5 separate regions of the Mus musculus genome follow, and regions 1, 2, 3 and 4 are each linked to region 5. The links are chromatin contacts, called in public Hi-C and Micro-C maps. All regions are on one chromosome and are shown on one strand. The core of a region is the stretch at or near the end of the contact, and the rest is flanking DNA. Distances in the headings are between cores, read along the strand shown. Region 1 holds the start of Amotl2 (angiomotin-like 2). Region 2 has its middle 6.3 kb from the start of Gm46150. Region 3 holds the start of Ryk (receptor-like tyrosine kinase). Region 4 overlaps Tmem108 (transmembrane protein 108). Region 5 holds the start of Rab6b (RAB6B, member RAS oncogene family).

Region 1 (3,401 bases), core at 512-3,011, 390 kb before region 5:
CCGCAGCCAGCGGGGACAATGGTGTGTGTGTGCGAGCCACAATTTCTCTTTGTAAGGTAGCCTTTAGCTTGGCACATTTGTTATTTTCTCATCTGTGTCAGACACAAACAGAATCTAAAATGCAATATTTGGATTTCAAGTAAAACATATACACATTTTTTTGTTTTCTTTTTAGGCTTTTTGTTTTATCTTATATGTATGAATGCTTTGCTTGCATGTACGGTCAAACACCATGTAGGTGCCTCGTACCAGCATAATTTAGAATTGCCTATCAGATCCTCTGGAACTGGAGTTACAGATGGCTGTGAACCACCAGGTAGGTGCTGGGAATCGAAGGCACATCCTCTGTAAAGGCAGCAAGGGGGGTTAACTCCTGAGAACCCCTCCCTTTTAAAGGAAAGCTTTATACAAAAATAACCACATCCCTGACTATTGAGTTTGAAAGGTTTCTTGTCCTTGGTCCCCTCCAGCAAACTTAGGAATTGAGAACGCCGAGGGAAGGAGGGGGTTGGGCCCGGCAGTCCCGCAGCAGAAATTGGTCCTGATTCGAGGTGGATGGGACTGAGGAATGCACGCTCTAACCAGAAAGAGGGTGGGGGGGGCGGGGAGGGGAGGGAGTCAGAGCAGCTAAGCTGGAGGAGTCTCCTGGGGAAGTAGAAGGGTCCAAATGACAAAGGAGTCGATTCCACACCAAAAGCCAGAGAAGCGGAAGACAAAGAGGGTTGGCTAGGTGTAGACGAGGTGGAAAAGACACTGAAACTCGGGACAGGTAGGTGGAAGCAGAGACTCTCTGCCTTGTCAGGTTACGGAGACCGGATTTTGAAGACCAAGAAAAGGGACCTGGCTTCATTGGCTACTCTCTGTGTGACCCTAGGCAAGTTGTTTAGACTCTCTGAACCTTGGTTTCTTATTTATTACAGACATGATAAGAGCACCGTCGGAGGGTTACTGGAGTCGGATGGCCGAGTAAAAAGCAAGTGGTGACCCGCCGCGTGCTTGGCTTAAAGATGAGCGGAGTTAGGGAGGAGTTGGACCGAATGCCCAGTGAGTGGTTGATTCATTTAGTTAGGTAGTGGGTTAAATCCACCAGATTTTCAACCCAGATTCACACACTTCCTGTAGAGGCAGGATTAAAAGAGCTGGCCAAGGTGTTTGTAAACAATAAAAGTGCAATTCAAAGTTTGCCGCTGGGGGGTGAAATAGTAGGAGTTAGGAAAGAGGCTGGGCAGCGGCGGGCCGAAACATCGTTTCGTCTGCAACACTGTCAAGGCTGGGCGGATGTGAACTGCTGTGCAGTCCTCCCGCCATTTCCAAAACGCCACAGACCCTTCTTACAGCCACCATAGGGGCGTGAGAGGCTGATCCCTGGAGTCGTCCCTCGGTGCCTGTAGGAATGGAGGGTGAGAACCCGGTGCGGGCAGTGGTGGGGCGATCTTGGGACGAGTTGGTTAAGACACTCCCAACAGCTAGGACACAAAGCAGGGTGGCAGGGAATGAATGCCGCACGGCCGCCAGAGCCCAGAGTGGCAAGGGGACAAGGCTGAGGCCAGCCCAGCGGCCAGCCGCAGCGCCGCCTCCCGGGAGGAAGGCGGGGGCTGGCCCGGGGAGCGGAGGGAGGCGGAGAGCGGAGGAGGGCGGCGCGCTGAGAGGTTATTTGTGGTTCGCTTTGATCCCGAGGGGGAACCTGAAACTCTCACATTCCTGGCATAGCAGCCGCCTCCAGCGCGGGCTGACCTAGAGGCTGCGCACTGGGGCGCGAGCAAGCAGATCATCGGCGCCACCGACTAGTGCGCACCTCCGTTGCTGACTGTACCTAAGCCGAACCGGGTCTGCGTGCGCCGGCAGCCGCGGGCCGCAGCGGTAAGCAAGGTGCCGGGCACTCCGGGCAGTGCGCGAGGCCGGCGGGGACGCTTCCCAGCAGCAGCGGGACACCGCGATCAGTCCGACCCTTTCTGGAGATCGGAGCTGGGGTGGACGAGCCTCCCCGGGAGCGGGAGGGGAGACTGTGAACCCTTTCGAGGATCGATCCTGGGTGTCTAGCCTAGACTGCTCGCGCTTTTGTGGGGGTGAGGACACCATTCTCCGACCCACTGGGGCTGGAGGAAGGACAGAGGATCAGTGTTTGGGAGTGTGCGTCTCGCGTGCGGGGCAAGTGAAAAGCTGCGGTAGGCATATCTCGCTGAATTATGAGGTTACCGTGGCTGCTTTGTCTGGATTGGGGATACAGGTGGCTTTTACCCTCAGCTAGCTCAAGAATTCCTCTTTGTCTTCCTTGGAAAATCCTCTGCGGAGCCACGAACTGGCTCTCACTTAGAAAGAATGCAGCCTGCTGTCCAGTCCGGTGACGTCAGCGCTGAAGTATTTGGAAAACAAAGAGGGTTAGGGAGAGAGGCGTACCCGCGATGCTTAAAGACCTCTCGCGGTTGCGGGTTTTGCTCGCCCGGGGCGCTCGGGCAGCCACCGGTGCTAGTGGTCTGCCTCGGTAGAGGTGAGTAACGCCGGGACCCTGGACTGGCCTGGTTGACTTGGAGACTAGCGTTGGTTCCTTTTGCTGGAGTGAGCCCAGGCCAAGGCCAGAGACCCGTGTTTGCTTAGAAAGGTGGCTGGTTTTCCGAGTGCAGCGCTCCAGTGCAGCCCAGGTACAGCGCCCGTGTAAGGAAGTTGATTTTCAGTAAGTGCTCTTATATAAGTATTTGAAAGAAAGATTGTGCATCTAGGGGATTCGATTGGGACGTTTGTGCGATGAAAGGCCTCGGAAATGTTCGGTGCTCCGAGAGCCTGGCTCATAGTCGGCGCGCCTGGAATCTGCCGGGAAGGCTCAGCATTCCTTCTAGCCGCTCCCGGATCCTTAGCGCGAGTCAGCCCAGACAGTGATTAACTTAGGAAATACCGCGTAGAAAAAGCCGCGTGTGAGCAGACTCTTCAAGTCTTACACATTGCAGGGTGCAGTTGGGGGGGGGGGGGAGGATTAGTTGCTGGCTTGGGTATCGTCAGGGCTCATTACCTTTCTCCAGCTCTGCCAACATACCATTCCCAAACTGAGGTAGGACAGGGGGCTAGCATTAGTATGGCACAGAAAGGGGCCACCACCCCCTTCCTTTGTCTCCCCCCTCGCCTCATTACCCCATCAACTGGCATAGGTAGTTGTTACTAATATCAACAGAGATGCAGAGGGATCATCCCCTGTGTGCCTCTAGCATACACGTAGGGAGGGGTTTTTCTAAGTAGCAAATGTGTGTGCCAAGAAAAGAGGTTGGTGGTCATGGAAAATGTTTCCCTGGCTCAGTTACTGCAAGCTCCCCTCTGCCTCCTCACCAATTTCCATGGGGCTTCTTGTGCTGCTCACCTTGCAGAGTGGCTGCTAAGGTCATCTGTGACAGGGAGACTCAGATTTATTTTAT
Region 2 (3,527 bases), core at 618-3,117, 420 kb before region 5:
ATTCCCTTCTGATTGGGTGGTTTGTTTGTTTGTTTGTTTGTTTGTGAACTTGACAGAGCTAGAGTCGTCTGAGAAGGGTAAGCCAATCTTGAGAAAATGCCCCTATCAGATTGGCCTGTGGGTGTTTTCTTGATGACCCAGTTCACTGTGGGCAGTGCTATCTCTGAGCAGGTGGTCCTGAGCTATATAAACAACAGCAGCAGCAACCACCACCACCACCTAACTGAGCAAGCCATAGGAAGCAAGCCAGTAAGTAGGGCTCTCCTGTAGCTTCTGCTTCAGTTCTGCCTCCAGTTTCCTGCTCTGAGTTCCTGACTTGACTTTCAGTAAACCCTTTCCTCCCCAGGTTGCTCTTGGTCATGGTGTTCATCCCAGCAATAGAAATCCTAAGACAATCCCACTTCCCAGTGCTTGCTTAAGCCTTACCAGTATTGACCGAACTCCTGGGTGAACAGTCAGCCCTAGCTCCCTCGCCTAACGCTGTTTTTCTCAAGAGTGGCAACAATTCACTTGAAAGCACAGGAAAAGGAAATCACCTTATTGAACTTGGTGATGACAACCTGCGCCCTAGATCTAACTATTGTCATCAATAGTCCAATAAAAAGAGACAAACTGATAGTGTGCTTTTGTTTGTTGTTTAGTTTTCCTAAAGACACAGTCAACACAGTCTGCTTCAAAGTCCCAAACCTAGGTACAATTGGAACAATTGGCTCATAAAAAGGCCTTCCTAGTGGTTGATATGTTTTATAAAACGGGGTATGATGTGGAGGGAGAGGGGTGCCTTAGCGGGCCCATGCTGAGGCGCTCCCCACCCCCAATACACACACCAGGTGTCATATCAGCCATACAACGGGTGTAGCATAAAAGGAAGTTTATTTGGGACGTGGGAAGGGGTTCTGAGGAAGGGAGCAGAGGCAGAGGGGAAAAAAAAAAAAAAGAGGACAGAGGGGGACAGTAAGAGGGAGGAGAAAGAAGAAGAGGCCTCTAGGGAACAGGTGGGGAGAGAGAAAGAAGTTGGAAGGGATGAAGGGAGGAGTAGATGGAGGGAGGGAGGGAGGGAGGGAGAAAGGGAAGGAGAGAGAAAAACAGACTGACAGAGACACAAAAAAGATGGCGAGTTCTTTTTATCTACGAGCCAGGCTCATACCTGGCTGTTGCTAGGTAACTGCTAGGCGGAGCCTAGAGGAAATGCTAACACCTAGCTCTATGAAAGTCCCAGCCTCAAGGGATGGTCAGAGGGTGCTGCCTTCTGCTACCTCCCATGTCAGTTTGAGATTTAAGATAAAACACAGAGCAGAGGGGGTAAGCTTAGTAAAACGGTTGGTACTGAAGCCAATCAATCTAGCATACATCCGTCCCCTCCCTCAAATCGCAGAGCCATGGCGGAGCGAAACCCACCTCAATCTTATTCAGGGTTCTCTGTCTTTGCCCTGCCCGAGACACCCAGTCTCTGGTAGCTTAAGATGCTGGCTGAACATTTCTCCCAAATCCAAATGGTTGAGAGAGTGGGGGCGGGGGGGGAGCGGTACGGTCCTCAAGCGCCATAAAAACAAAACAATACAGCCTTCTTCTGCAGGCGTCTGCTCTTGTCAGTGCCCTCCTCTTGGCCCCCGGAGTGTGCTGAGCGTGTGCACGAATGTGCCCAGGAGCCCAGAGCTCCCGTAGCGGGGCGGGGGCAAGCAGGGCGCTGCGGGGGACCAATGCCGCACAGTAATCGGCTCTCCTCTGCTGGCGCGTGGCCGAGTACCCCCACCCCGAGGGGGTGCGTTCGTTCGCGGTGGAGAATTATCTCATTGTTCCCAGACTCAGCGGCCCCCCACAGCTAGAGATCTTTTCACCCTGGCAGCCGGGCGTCCGGCGCTCAGCCGCTCCCCGCGCACCTGCCCTGCGCCCCCGCCCTCCCGCCCGCCATCTGTCGTCTGAACGCCATTGTCAGCAGCCACGCCTGGCGTCCTGGACGACACCCAAGGGGACCCGGGGCTTAAGTCCCAGAAAGAAGCAAACAAGGAGGGTTTATTCCAGTCCTGTTTGGAAGTGACCTTGAGTAAAATAGACAAGTCTGCGCTGGGAGTGGGGGTTGGAGGAGGGAGGGTCCTGTTCTCCCGTCTGCTGACTTTTCCAAGGGGTTTCGTTGGGGGTCAGAGGGTTGAGGGTACACAACTGGGCTTTTCGGAGAAGCTTTTCTCTCTAGGAGGAGCTACTCAGCAGGCAGATCTCGCAGCGAGCCTCCCATTGGAGCCCCGGGTGGGAACCCATTTCAAATGCAGATGTTCTCTTTGTCTGCCTGCGAGTTTGCCCCTCTGGTTTACCCCAATTGTCGCAGCCTCTGGGGATGCCGGGTTGAAAGAAGAACCTGTCTTTTCTGCCATCACAGGTGCAGCGCTTTCTGGACCCACTAGCCGCCTGCCGCTCGCCTCGCTGTTCTTCTCCCAAGTTTGTTTACCGTCTTCCATCCTGCTTTACCGTTAGAGGAAATTTCAAACACTTCCCTGAGTTTGAAAACAATCGCAAGCAATCCAAAGTTGCAGACACTGAAGTCATGGTGACCTCACCTTTCTAAATCTCTGTGCTCACAAACCTAGGCGCCTCCTCATCCCCTGTAGGGACCTTATAGAACGCGCGCGCGCGCGCGCGCACACACACACACACACACACACACACACACGCACACATCTCACTCCCATGCAGTCCATCAACGTTTTCCCTGGATGGGAAAACAAAGCCCCAAAGACAGGCGATAGTGTGGACAGATGTGAACTTTCACCTCATTGCACAAAAGACCCATTGGGCTCACTGCTCAATTTGGATCTCTATTAGTAGCCAGCACACATCGTGCAGAGGGAAGGTCGGGGATCAAGGGGGCCTTTGGGGATGGTGTCTCCAGGCAGACAGCTCAATGGGAGTTACTACTCCCTTCCTGGAGGTCTCTTTAGTCTGCACCAAGAAAGGAGAGTGCACCCCTGAGTGTCCACTCCCCCAGGAGGCCCACTTACCTGGCTCCAGCTGTCTCCACTGGAGCAAACTGGGACCTGCTCTGTTAGGCTGGGACCCTGGAAAGACCCTGCCCAAAGCTTGGGGGTAAAATATTTACCAGACCAGAATGCATATAAAAGTTTTAATAAAGAGTATGCACTGTGGGAAGGAGAAACACAGCTGTCGGAGTTCTCAGAGGGAGTCGTGGCAGAAGAGTGAAGAGCAAATGGGGCCTTTTGATAACAGACAAGAGAAGTCTCACCCTGTTTTATGCTGAGAGTCACTTTATTTTATGACACCCTTTGTCCTACCTGAAGCAAGTTTTGGGGGTGAGGTGTCTCAGGCCATTCTGAGAGAGGCTGTAGTTATTTAAAGCATTATTGCACTAAGGTTCCTAATGGGTTAAAGGTAGGAAACTTTTCATTTTCTTCTTTCTTTCTCTTTCTTTCTTCCTTCCTTCCTTTCTTTTTTTTTTTTTCTGGCCTTCTTTGACCCTAAATCTTCTAGAATTTCCATCAATAATTCTCCCTACAAACGGGGTACGGGGCGGGGCG
Region 3 (3,348 bases), core at 747-3,246, 280 kb before region 5:
GATGAAACTACACAGAAGTGGCCATTAGAAGGAAGGGTTCATTATGTCAACAGTAATCATAACAATTGTAGCAGTCACCCAGTGTCCGCCCAGGTGTTTTATTTATAGCTTCTCCAATTAAATCCTTGTAAAAGCCCTGCAAGTCAGGCCTTACCGCTGGTGCTTAACCGAGGCTAGGAGAGTTTAATTTTCCCAAGGCCACACCATTGATAAATACCAGTGCTTAGTCCCGCTTGACTGACACCTTTGGGATATATTGTATCATAGTATCTCAAGATGTCACTGGCTAAAGATATGGAAGTAAACCAGCCTCTAGAAGACTCAGCTTCCATTCTTGGAGATTATTAGCTTGCTGCAAAAAATGTAGACAGCAAACCTTTGCTTTCAAGACGGCTCCGCCCCCACCCCCTTTGTTTTCTTGAGTAGAGAGCCCTGTTCACAGCATAGGTTCCTAGAGTCCTTCCTGGCAGGGCCCTGGTTCCCTACGAGGTAGCTGTGGCCACAGGTGACTTGTGTTTTTCATCATTCACTGATGGCATGCTTTTGTTCAGTTCATGCCCACTTCCTGGTCTCTTCCTGCAGGGCACTGTATTCTGTGCTGGGGAACTGAAGCTTGACAAATTGAGGCCAGCTTGTCTCCAAATGGAATCCATCCCTCTCACTACAGGAGAGAGGGGGGAAAAATATCAAGATCCAACTATCCTCCTCTTCGGTCTCTCTCCCTGCCCTGGCAGGGGATACAGGTAATATCTCTCAGGGCCTGCGTGTGGATGGGCAACTGGGAGCTTGAAGCTAGGCCGGGCAGAAAGCAGCTGCTCTCCACAGGCAAGGAGGGAGGCATAAGGTCAGTGAACGGGTCACAGGGATGGGATGACCCTGTTCTGGAGGAAGTGAGAAGGGATGCTTGGGAGCCAGCCTGAGTGATGGCTTGTGGAGTAAGCTTGACTGGGGCTTCCCCAAATTCTTCATCAGAGTCTCTGGGATGTATCAGAGATCCTTAACCGGTTTAGGGAGACAAGGGCTTCCTAGAGCAAGGGATGAAATGTAAAAACCACTCTCCAGTATGTGAAAGCACCCATGCACACAGACAGCCATGTACAGCCATAAGCACACACTCACATACATTCCATGTTTTGGAGGGGGGGGCTGGCATGGACCACAGGTTAAAAGCCCAGATACAGGTTGATTTACAGTAAAGGAGAACTAGGATAATAAAAGTTCGTCACATGTAAAAATAAGCTTGCTGGGCATGGGTGGCACAGGCCTTTAATCCTGGCACTTGGGAAGCAGAGGCAGGCAGATCTCTGTGAGTTCAAGGCCAGCTTGGTCTACATAGCAAGTTCCATGCGGGCCAGGGCTACATAGTGAGACCCTGTCTCAAAACAAACAAACAAACAAACAAACTGTAAACCAAAATACAAAATAAAAAGTTTACTAAGGTTTTATGAGTTTTTTTTGTTTTTGTTTTTGCTTTCTGGAAAGTGTGTGGCATGTGAATTTTAGGGAACAGACATGCTAACTAGAGGCTGACCTCTGATGGTGGGATAAGGGAAGATTTCTACGTACCCGTCCCTTCTCACTAAATAAAACAGCATTCTTTTCTTTTGAGACAGCATCCAAGACTCAGGGCGCACCTGGGGAAGAATAAAGAGACCAACCGACTCTAGGCCTCAACGACTTGGGCTGGGGACTGGCTATATTAGCCTAGAGCCCTTCGCCTGGCCAGGGCACTTCATTATTGTTTTTGATTAGTTTGTGTCTCTTTAACTCATTTCCTTTATTCCTCGCGCGTTTCAGCCTGGCAAACAACGTAATGTTATTTATACCAACCCCTACGCGCGGCCCCCACCCCGACCTCAGGTCTGAGACGCTCTCCCGTGCACGCGCGCCCCAGAACCAGGCGCTCTCGGTCGGGCGGCACATGCGTGCGCGCCCTCGCGCACGGCGGGCACGCGCACGCGCGCGTCTCCGCCCGCAGCTCGCCCCCCCACCCCCTCCCGTTCCCGGGCGGCGGGTCTGAAGCGGCGGCGCGATGAGCTGGCCGGCCGCCCCCGGCTCGGGGCTGTGAGGCGCTCGGGGCCGGGGTGCGCGGCGGCGCGGCGGGCGGCGGACGCTCCTGCTCGGCGGCGGCCATGCGCGCGGGCCGGGGCGGCGTCCCGGGGAGCGGCGGCCTGAGGGCCCCGCCGCCGCCGCTGCTGCTGCTGCTGCTGGCGATGCTGCCCGCCGCCGCCCCGCGGTCCCCGGCCCTGGCCGCCGCTCCTGCGGGACCCAGCGTGAGCCTCTACCTGAGCGAGGACGAGGTGCGCCGGCTGCTTGGTGAGTGGCGCGGCTCCCGGGGCCTCGTGAGCCCGCGGTGCTGCCGCTGCGCCGCCCGCGCTCTCTCTCTCTCTCTCCCTCTCTGCAGCCTCCCTGCGCGTGTCACTCTAGGCCGCGGAGCTCCGGAGCCTCGGAGTCGGCGCTCGGGACACGGGTGGCCGCTCCTTAGCCTGCTGTGGGTGGCCCACAGGCCACGCCGCCGCCGTGCGCTTGCTTTCTGGTTAGCGAGTGGGGGGCAAGGTGAGCCGGGCGCCCTGAGTTGTGTGGCATCCTGCACACCTTCGGGCCGACCGGATCCCAAGCATCGGGGTTTGCCTTGGGTTCCTTGAGTGTGACCTGATGCTGCCGTTCCAGGCCACTTGCCTACTCTGCAGACCCTGAAGCGAGAGGAGAACTTGGCTTTGGGGTCCGTCGGCGGTGGTTCCGTTTACCTGTTTAGCCCGTTGTTTGGGGAGTCCGACTCTGCCCTCCGCTTGGAACTCTGTGCATTCTGAAAATCAGCCCTTGAAGGAAGGCCTGGCCAGCCATCAAAAGGAAGTCTCTGATAGTTAGGGATACCCAGCTTTTGCCGTCTTTTGTGCATTAAGGCAGTCCCTTCACTTTTTATCGGGGTGTTTTAGAGTGAAGTGTTGGAACTGGAAAGGTCTCCCCCTAAATATCCATTAAGTGTCACTTTTTTAGTGAGCGAGTATGCCTCCCCCAAGTGTGTGTGTGTGTGTGTGTGGTGTGCGCGCGCGTGTGTATGCGTATGTGTGTATTAGAGGAGGTTTTTTTGTTTGTTTGTTTGTTTGTTTGTTTTGTTTTGTTTTTCCTTTCCAGACAGGGACTTTATGTAGCCTGGGCTGTTTTGGAATCCACTATGTAGACCAGGTTGGCCTCAAGCTCACAGAGAGCCTTCTGCCTGTTAGAAGAGTTTCTTAGGGTCTGTTGAGAGAGTTTAGCCTCGGAATGAAAACTGCTTTTAGCAGACTGTTTAGACATAGTTGTATGTGTAGGTTTATCGGCTTTAACTAAAGAACTGTGTTTTCCTAA
Region 4 (3,435 bases), core at 557-3,056, 380 kb after region 5:
CTCTGATTTTCAAAGGTCTAGGGGGCAAGCATTGCAAGTGTGTGGAGATACGCTGCCGAAACCCTGCTGCCCCTTCAGATTTACCACCATCCCTGACACCTGCCCCAGGACGGACTACCGCAGGGCCGACAGAGCATGCACAGTCTCTTGGGATCCCTCTACAGCTCAAGGCTTCCACCAACCCAGCAGAAACACGCAGACGTTGTTCCACCTCCTTTATCTCCCATCTCCTTCTGTGTCTCAGGGCCTGCATGGCTGCGTAGGGCTTGCCTCGCTCACTCCAGCTCTCCCTGGGTGGTATTTTATAGTACAGCTGCCTGGCATGCCTGATTCCATCTTGGCATCTGCCCTTTGAAGGACCTGAACTCACACAGCAGACGTCTCTCTCATCCCAGAGAAGAGGAAGCGGAGGACCGCTGGCGAAGTTCACAGTCAAGGGCGGCCAGGGCTGGGTTGTGGGCAGGCGTGTTTGATTCCACAAGCTGGTTTTAGCACTTCAGGGCACTCCATAAAGGATTAAACTGACAGAAGACAGGGACTGGGTAGTTTTCAGCTCTTATGTCCTGGTTATAAGGCCACAACTAAGAGGGTTTAGTGCCCAGCTCCTCACCTTAGCATGTGGGGGTTAGAAGTCTAGCAGGGGGATACTACCTTACAGTCCAGAGATAGCTATAGTTTAGCTTGAGTGGGTCATGGCCAGAGTGACAATTTAAGGAGAGTCCTGCCTTCTCCCCACCACCTCCTCCCATTGGTCCATAATTCCAAAGAGACTACCCACCTAACTACACTTCCTTTTGCGACAATCTTTTTCTGCTTCATAGTAAGAACCAGTCTAACCCAGGTTTTCTTTCTTTTTTTTTTCCTGAATAATCACATCATTTATTTCTTTTTCTTTTTTTAAAATTACGTATTTTCCTCATTTACATTTCCAATGCTATCCCAAAAGTCCCCCATACCCTCCCACCCACCCACCCCCACTTTTTGGCCCTGGCGTTCCCCTGTACTGGGGCATATAAAGTTTGCAAGTCCAATGGGCCTCTCTTTCCAGTGATGGCCGACTAGGCCATCTTTTGATACATATGCAGCTAGAGTCAAGAGCTCCGGGGTACTGGTTAGTTCATAATGTTGTTCCACCTATAGGGTTGCAGATCCCTTTAGCTCCTTGGATACTTTCTCTAGCTCCTCCATTGGGGGCCCTGTGATCCATCCAATAGCTGACTGTGAGCATCCACTTCTGTGTTTGCTAGGCCCCGGCATAGTCTCACAAGAGACAGCTATATCTGGGTCCTTTCAGCAAAATCTTGCTAGTGTATGCAATTAACCCAGGTTTTCTTATGTGGTAATTAAAAAGCCATGTAAGTCCTACACACACACACACACATACACACACTCTGCATATACAGGCACATGTTTATGCTTGTATTCATGGTTAACATTCACTGGACAATGAGCAGAGCTAAGAATTATGGGTCCTAAAACACCCCTTGGAATATTGAATTAATGGTCCAGAGCCTGGAGAAAACCTTGCTCTGGGGCGAGTATCAAGGCCAGGGAGTGGCTCTCCTCTGTCCTATCAGGCTGAACTTGCACTGGTGATGCAGCACATCTGTCTCTGCTCTGGTTTCCTTATCTAACCCTCCCTAAAGCTCCATCTTCTCCCAGATGAGGCTGGGAGAAAACACCCCACAGTGTGAGACAGGCCAAGGGAGCTCAGCAGAGCCTCCACATGGTTCTGTGAAAACCCAGAGCACACACTGGTGAGTAATGACCACTGGCAGGCCCGAGGCTTAAGAGGAGGCAGCAGGACCTGTGCATCCTGATGGTGGCAGCAGAGACCAGCGCAGCAGCCACATGGCTCCTGGCCCTCGCTCCTAGTGGCCTGGAGCCAGTCAATTTTAGTTCTCTTCTGAAGCAGAGTTGGCAGCAAGTATCTGGCAGGGCTCAGGAGACTAACCACTCCTCAGCCCTTGTACACTGATGCCCTTCCAGCTATTGGGAGGGTTTGTGACGTGGAAGGCAGGTGAGCTGCTGACCCTCCATTGCTGTGCAGGCTTTGAGTTCAATATACTCCTCTCTCCCTCATTAGAACCAGGGGAATCATGAGCTGGAGAAAGCATAGCACGGGGCAAGCCTCTGCTGCTCTCTGAAACCTGGCTTCTCTCCCAGCCCCTTCGCCAGCGGTGATAAATTCTACACCTGCACTTTGGTACCAGTCTGTCTGCCTGGCAGAGGATGGAGAGTCTGCTGTAAGGTCTGCAGAGGTGCTCTGGGGTACACAGACAGCAGGGAAGGTTGAAACATGAGCCTTCGGACCTGGGAGAGCCCAGCTGGTCTGGTCATTAGATGGAGCAGGACTATGGAAACAGTCCAAACAACACCTAGGGTCCCGAGACCAGACTGATCTAAATACTGATTTAAGTATTTCCTGTATATTTAAGTATAATGGCCAAGGATGACCCATAGGGGCTATGTCTGTGACCAAGGACACAGATTTGATGTGGGGGTAGTCAGGACCCAGGTAGAAACATAAAGGAAGTGGACTCTGTTGTCCCCTTGGGCTATAAAAGGCCAGTGTGGACACAATTAGATCTTTAGAGAGAGTGTACTACCCCTGCCCCCCAGCACCTGAAGGCTCCTCTTACAGCTTCGACTTGTCCTTGGGGAGTAGTTCTAGGCTGTGTCTGCCCTGCCTTGACTGACGTCAGTTTTCTAACTCAACGGTGCGGGTGATGACCAGAGTCTCCTGACACCTCGGTACTGTGTGTCTATTTATGTGTTTATTTTCTTTAGCAAGTGTAGGAACAGAATGATAAGACAATCCTGGGATCCCAACTATAATCGAGGGCGTCCCAACTATAATCGAGGGCGACACGCATGGGAGATTAGAAAGCAGCTACTTCTCACGTGTGACTGTTAATAATTTGCTTACTAATACGTGCTAAGTTTTTTCAATCTCCTTCCTATTTCAGAAGCAGGGATCACAGCCTATGGTCCACTATGCACAGCTGAGATGGATGTACCTAGGAGAGGCACAGCCCCAGGGGGTTTGTCTCTGGATTGCTCCTTGATGTTGCGGTTCTTTCTGAATCTAGCAAGGTGTGAGTGGGTGTGGGGAGACCCTCTCTACCTATAGAGTCTGCTGTCATTGCTTCTTGAGAGACAGCCCACTCTACTGAGTAAGTTTCCTGCACATAAATATGAAGATGAACTTTTGTAAAATATCATTTAAATGGATTAATGATTTCATAGAATTCCTGATTTGATTTAAATAGTTTTAGGAAGTTACGGTAGTTGATAGAATGTTTAAGGAGATGGTTTAAGGTTAAGTTATGGCAGAGAGATATAATAAAGTTAGAATTAAGAATAGAACCTGCCTTCTCCTTGTAGAGTAGTGAGGGCTGCATAAGTTAGACAAGGAACACAGCAAGCTTTCCT
Region 5 (3,568 bases), core at 131-2,630:
GCTGCTTCCATGGAGTTTCCTGTGAGGGCTCAATGTGCGGTGGGAGACTCTAGTGGGTACATTCGGGGTAAATTCATAAGTGTCCCCTGGGAAATCCGTAGGCACGGGTGTGTGTGTGTGTGTGTGTGTGTGTGTGCATTTCACTCCTGGCTTGCTTTGTGTAACATACACTACACATTCCAAACAGTCCCAAACAAACATTCCCTGAATGGCCAGAGAAGGTCAAGACCAGCAAGTGGCTGGAGAGGAAGAGGGGAGGGGCTTTGTAAAGCCTCAATTAACCCGATGCCTTAGAGTGTACTGCTTGGGGACTGCGTTTAACCTTAGTCTGGCGTCTACTCCTTGCTCTCACGCTACTGTGTGTGCCCTGCAAACTTAGAGGTCGCTCTCTTATACTCTTGTAGCTCATTACCCGAATAAACCTAACTAGCAGGGCGCAGGAGTGTGGTTGGGCTGACGGTCTCAGGATCAAAAGAGGCAGGGCATTGTCTTTGGGTTAGTGGAGCTGTCTTCTACCAGGCAGGTTAGGTTTCAAACCCTAGTAGGCATATCCTGTAAGGGTGTCTTCTCTCTCACTGGCCAGCTCCTCTGGGGACAACCACAGATCCCCTCCGCATGAAGAGTCTGAGCCTAGCTAGATAGGAGGTAAGCTAGAGGCCAGCAGGGGCCACCGAGGAGCCATACCCCAGGTCTGAGCCAGGTATCCGCACATCTTCCTACTCACCACCACACCACACACTGACCCTTTCCTATGTTCCCGCCCTGTCTGACCATCTATCTGGGTCTGAGACGGAAGAAGGGAACCGCATTTAGGTGTCAAAGACCAGAAACAAATGTCCTCTTGACCAAGTCCTGTCTTTTTTTTTTCCCCCTAGGTGGGTGGGTGAGACAGAAGCAGCAGGGCAGAGCAAGACGCTCCAAAGAGGGCACCTCTCTTAGGCTCAAGAGGAGGTGGCTCTCCGGAGCCGGCTGCCCGGGTGGGGGCTGGATGGCGCACGCCCCCCAAGCCCCGCAAACCCACGGGCTCCGCATGACATCAGAGGCTTGGGAGCGCGCAGAGCGCAGGCGCGGGCGGAGCAGGCGGGCGGGAGGGGGCGCGTGGCGCTGCTCGGAGAGCGCTCCTCCGCCCAGCTCGGTCCCTGCGCCCCGCTCCGCCCGTGCCTCGCTGCCCGCGCCGAGCTTCGGGCGTCCACAGCGCGCCCGTCGCCCGTGCAGCCAACGCCACCCAGGGCTGCGCCGCGCACCCCGCCTCCTCCCTTTCCGCCGTCGCCGCCGTCGGACACGCAGCCGCAGGCCGGGGCCCGGCCGCAGCTGGGGAGTCAGGGGCGCGCGCAGCCAGCCCTTCCCCCTCCGGCTCCCGCACCGCTCGCCGCCTCCCCTCGCCCTCCTCCTCTCCCCTCCCTGCTCCTTCACCGCTTCCTCCTCCTCCTCCTCCTCCTCGCCCGGCCCCAGCTGCCAGCACCATGTCCGCAGGGGGAGATTTTGGGAACCCGCTGCGAAAATTCAAGTTGGTTTTCCTAGGGGAGCAGAGCGGTGAGTACTCGGCTTATTCTCTCGGCTCGGAGCCGAGTCTTTTCCCCACGCCGCCCATTCAGCCACCCCACTAGGGACCCTCCCAGCCCTGGCTCGCCAAGGCCCTTCCACGCCCCGGTAGAGGAGAGGGATGCAGATGGGGAGATGGGGCTGGCTCGGGTGGGGCCGGGCTGGGGAGGACCAAGGGGGAAAGGAAGAAGGTGGTTCTGGGGGTCAAGGGATGAGGGTGAGTGTGAGATCTGGGTACGGGTACCCGGTGCAGGTGCGTCCGGGAGGACCGAGGGCGGCGGCTGGCTCACCCGCTCTAGGCGCCGGGCTCGCGGGCTCGCTGACTAGCTCGCACTGCGGCACAGGCTGCGGAGCACTGTGCAGGTGTCTGGGTGCCGGCGAGGGTGTGGGCGAAGGGACAGGAGCCTCTCTTGGGAGAACGAGGTGGGGCTGGGAGCTGGTTGCCCCCACCCCAAGGTTGCGCCCGAGGGGCTCCCTGCGGACCCTGCCTGGAATCTAGGGAAAGGACGCGTCCAGCTCTGGAGCAGATTGCTGCTGGGAAATGGGGAACACGACACCTGTCCCTTTTCGAAAAGAGTGGGTGCAAGTGGTAGGGTAACTGGGCACTTAGCTTCTCTGGCTTACATCCGACTGGGCAGAAGGTTCTAGACTCACTGTCCTTCACTAATGTGTTAGCCTCTTTGGGGCTTAGGGGTGTGGATCGTGAGAGTGAAGATTCTTCCCATAGCAGGTGACTTGGGGGATGGTACAGAGGCGTCTCATATCTGTGAGCTTGGCACTGGGCAGAGAAAGGCCTAGGCGACACGCCCTGCCTGGCTTCCCTGCCCCCTCTAGAGAGCATCAGTGGAGCCGGTGGATTCTCCCACCCCCCATCTCCCAGCTCACCGCCCTTCTTGGGGGAGGGGAGGTCACCGTGGCAGCCAGCCAGAGCCTAAGGAGGGGGAGAGTAAGGGTTTCTTTGCTGCCCAGGAGTCTCCCCTCCCAAGTATCTGACACCCAGGTTGGTCCAAGGTGGGAAGCTCAGACAGAAGAGCAGCGACCCCTCTGATACCTGTGGGAAGGAGTACCTCCTTGAGAGCCTCGGTCCAGGAGTCACATAACCAGGGGGTTACAGACATAAGCTGGGCTTCTGAGCATTTCTGCTGGAAGAGAGGGGGATCCCGGGGGGGGGGGGGGCGGGATTCCCAGCTCTAGCTCTGTAAACCAGTTCTGTTAGCTGGTTTGGAGGCCAAGAGGAGGAAGGCCGTGGGAGGACCTGGTGGGCCCAGGCACCGTGCAGCTATGACGTGTGCGTGTGGGCTGTGGAGGTCACATGGCCACCTCCTGTCTGCTGATGCTCAGTACCTGAGCTGGAGGGTTGGGAGCCGGGTGGAAGTCGGGGTTGCCTGTCCCGGAGAGCTGGGTTTGGGACATTTCACATCGTACCCAGCTCAGCTAGGTAGCCAGCTGGATCTGATTCCCTGTGCTTTGTAGATCCCAAGTGTCACAAAGGACACCTCCGTTCCTTGCTGTGTGGAAAGGATTTTGGGAGCACCTCAGCCCTAGGAGGGAGCCTGCAGGTGCACAGCAGCCTTGGGGGGTGGGGGGGGCTCTCAACTGTGTTGTCATTTGCCTGATTCCAGGCCTCCTGGACACTCAGTTTCTGTCTCTGAGTAGTGGGTAGCTGGAAGCAGCCCTTATGCCTCATGTTTCCCCCAGTGCCTGGACTATGCTGGAGTTCAAAGAATATTTGTTAATTCTAAATCTGAACACAGTTCCATAAAGAATCATATGTGGTGAGTTTGAATGAAACTCTGGGCTCCCTTAGCAACTGCTGATGGGTGGAACACACACACACACACACACACACACACACACGCCACCCCCAGTGAGAGTTCTGCCAACCCCTCCAGGTCTGGAGTCACAGAAGTGAGAGACAGCCTTTCCTCACATGCTCATGTGGAGAGAGAGTGGGGAGGTCTTGCCCAGAGACCCACTGTGAGTTGTGAACACTTTGGGAGCAGGAACCCCCACTTCCATTTTCCCG

What was found. Hi-C and Micro-C count contacts between places; a contact is called where the count stands out from the background.
Region 1: a contact with region 5 is called in a Micro-C map of embryonic stem cells, with 2.0 times the contacts expected there. The contact joins the promoter of Amotl2 here to the promoter of Rab6b in region 5. A contact is called at or near these places in 2 of 484 Hi-C or Micro-C datasets (both in embryonic stem cells), 1 of 115 datasets of contacts at active chromatin or transcription factors (trophoblast stem cells) and 1 of 9 other capture datasets (adipose tissue).
Region 2: a Micro-C map of embryonic stem cells shows a contact between it and region 5, with 2.3 times the contacts expected there. The contact joins the enhancer-like site here to the promoter of Rab6b in region 5. A contact is called at or near these places in 3 of 39 promoter capture datasets (embryonic stem cells and liver) and 2 of 484 Hi-C or Micro-C datasets (both in embryonic stem cells).
Region 3: a Micro-C map of embryonic stem cells shows a contact between it and region 5, with 2.0 times the contacts expected there. The contact joins the promoter of Ryk here to the promoter of Rab6b in region 5. A contact is called at or near these places in 2 of 39 promoter capture datasets (both in liver), 1 of 484 Hi-C or Micro-C datasets (embryonic stem cells) and 1 of 115 datasets of contacts at active chromatin or transcription factors (embryonic stem cells).
Region 4: a contact with region 5 is called in a Hi-C map of cerebellum, with 2.8 times the contacts expected there. The contact joins the enhancer-like site here to the promoter of Rab6b in region 5. A contact is called at or near these places in 4 of 39 promoter capture datasets (liver, pre-B cells and stem cell-derived epiblast-like cells), 2 of 484 Hi-C or Micro-C datasets (the N1E-115 cell line and cerebellum), 1 of 115 datasets of contacts at active chromatin or transcription factors (memory CD8 T cells) and 1 of 9 other capture datasets (adipose tissue).

Annotation. Positions count from the first base shown.
Region 1 is chr9:102,716,043-102,719,443 of GRCm38.p6, forward strand. It overlaps Amotl2 (angiomotin-like 2), which reads left to right and starts at 1,762. Exons shown (of 10, transcript NM_019764.2): 1 at 1,762-1,860.
Region 2 is chr9:102,688,369-102,691,895 of GRCm38.p6, forward strand. No RefSeq gene overlaps it. Among named protein-coding and RNA genes, the nearest start is that of Gm46150, 6.3 kb to the left of the region's middle. Within about 2 kb of position 1,868, at least 134 of the 459 cell types and tissues checked have an H3K27ac peak or open chromatin away from gene starts, as enhancers often do. A contact at or near this core is called in embryonic stem cells, where this site is marked.
Region 3 is chr9:102,832,924-102,836,271 of GRCm38.p6, forward strand. Ryk (receptor-like tyrosine kinase) reads left to right here and starts at 1,997. Exons shown (of 15, transcript NM_013649.3): 1 at 1,997-2,316. The coding sequence starts at 2,133.
Region 4 is chr9:103,492,720-103,496,154 of GRCm38.p6, forward strand. The region is part of intron 4 of Tmem108 (transmembrane protein 108); the gene reads right to left. It overlaps Gm16252 (a long non-coding RNA gene), which reads left to right. Exons shown (of 7, transcript XR_003948081.1): 4 at 1-3,176. Among named protein-coding and RNA genes, the nearest start is that of Bfsp2, 14 kb to the left of the region's middle. Within about 2 kb of position 1,807, at least 46 of the 459 cell types and tissues checked have an H3K27ac peak or open chromatin away from gene starts, as enhancers often do. A contact at or near this core is called in the N1E-115 cell line, cerebellum and pre-B cells, where this site is marked.
Region 5 is chr9:103,110,694-103,114,261 of GRCm38.p6, forward strand. It overlaps Rab6b (RAB6B, member RAS oncogene family), which reads left to right and starts at 1,381. Exons shown (of 8, transcript NM_173781.4): 1 at 1,381-1,533. The coding sequence starts at 1,464. It overlaps Gm46128 (a long non-coding RNA gene), which reads right to left and starts at 2,574. Exons shown (of 2, transcript XR_001779270.2): 1 at 1,833-2,574.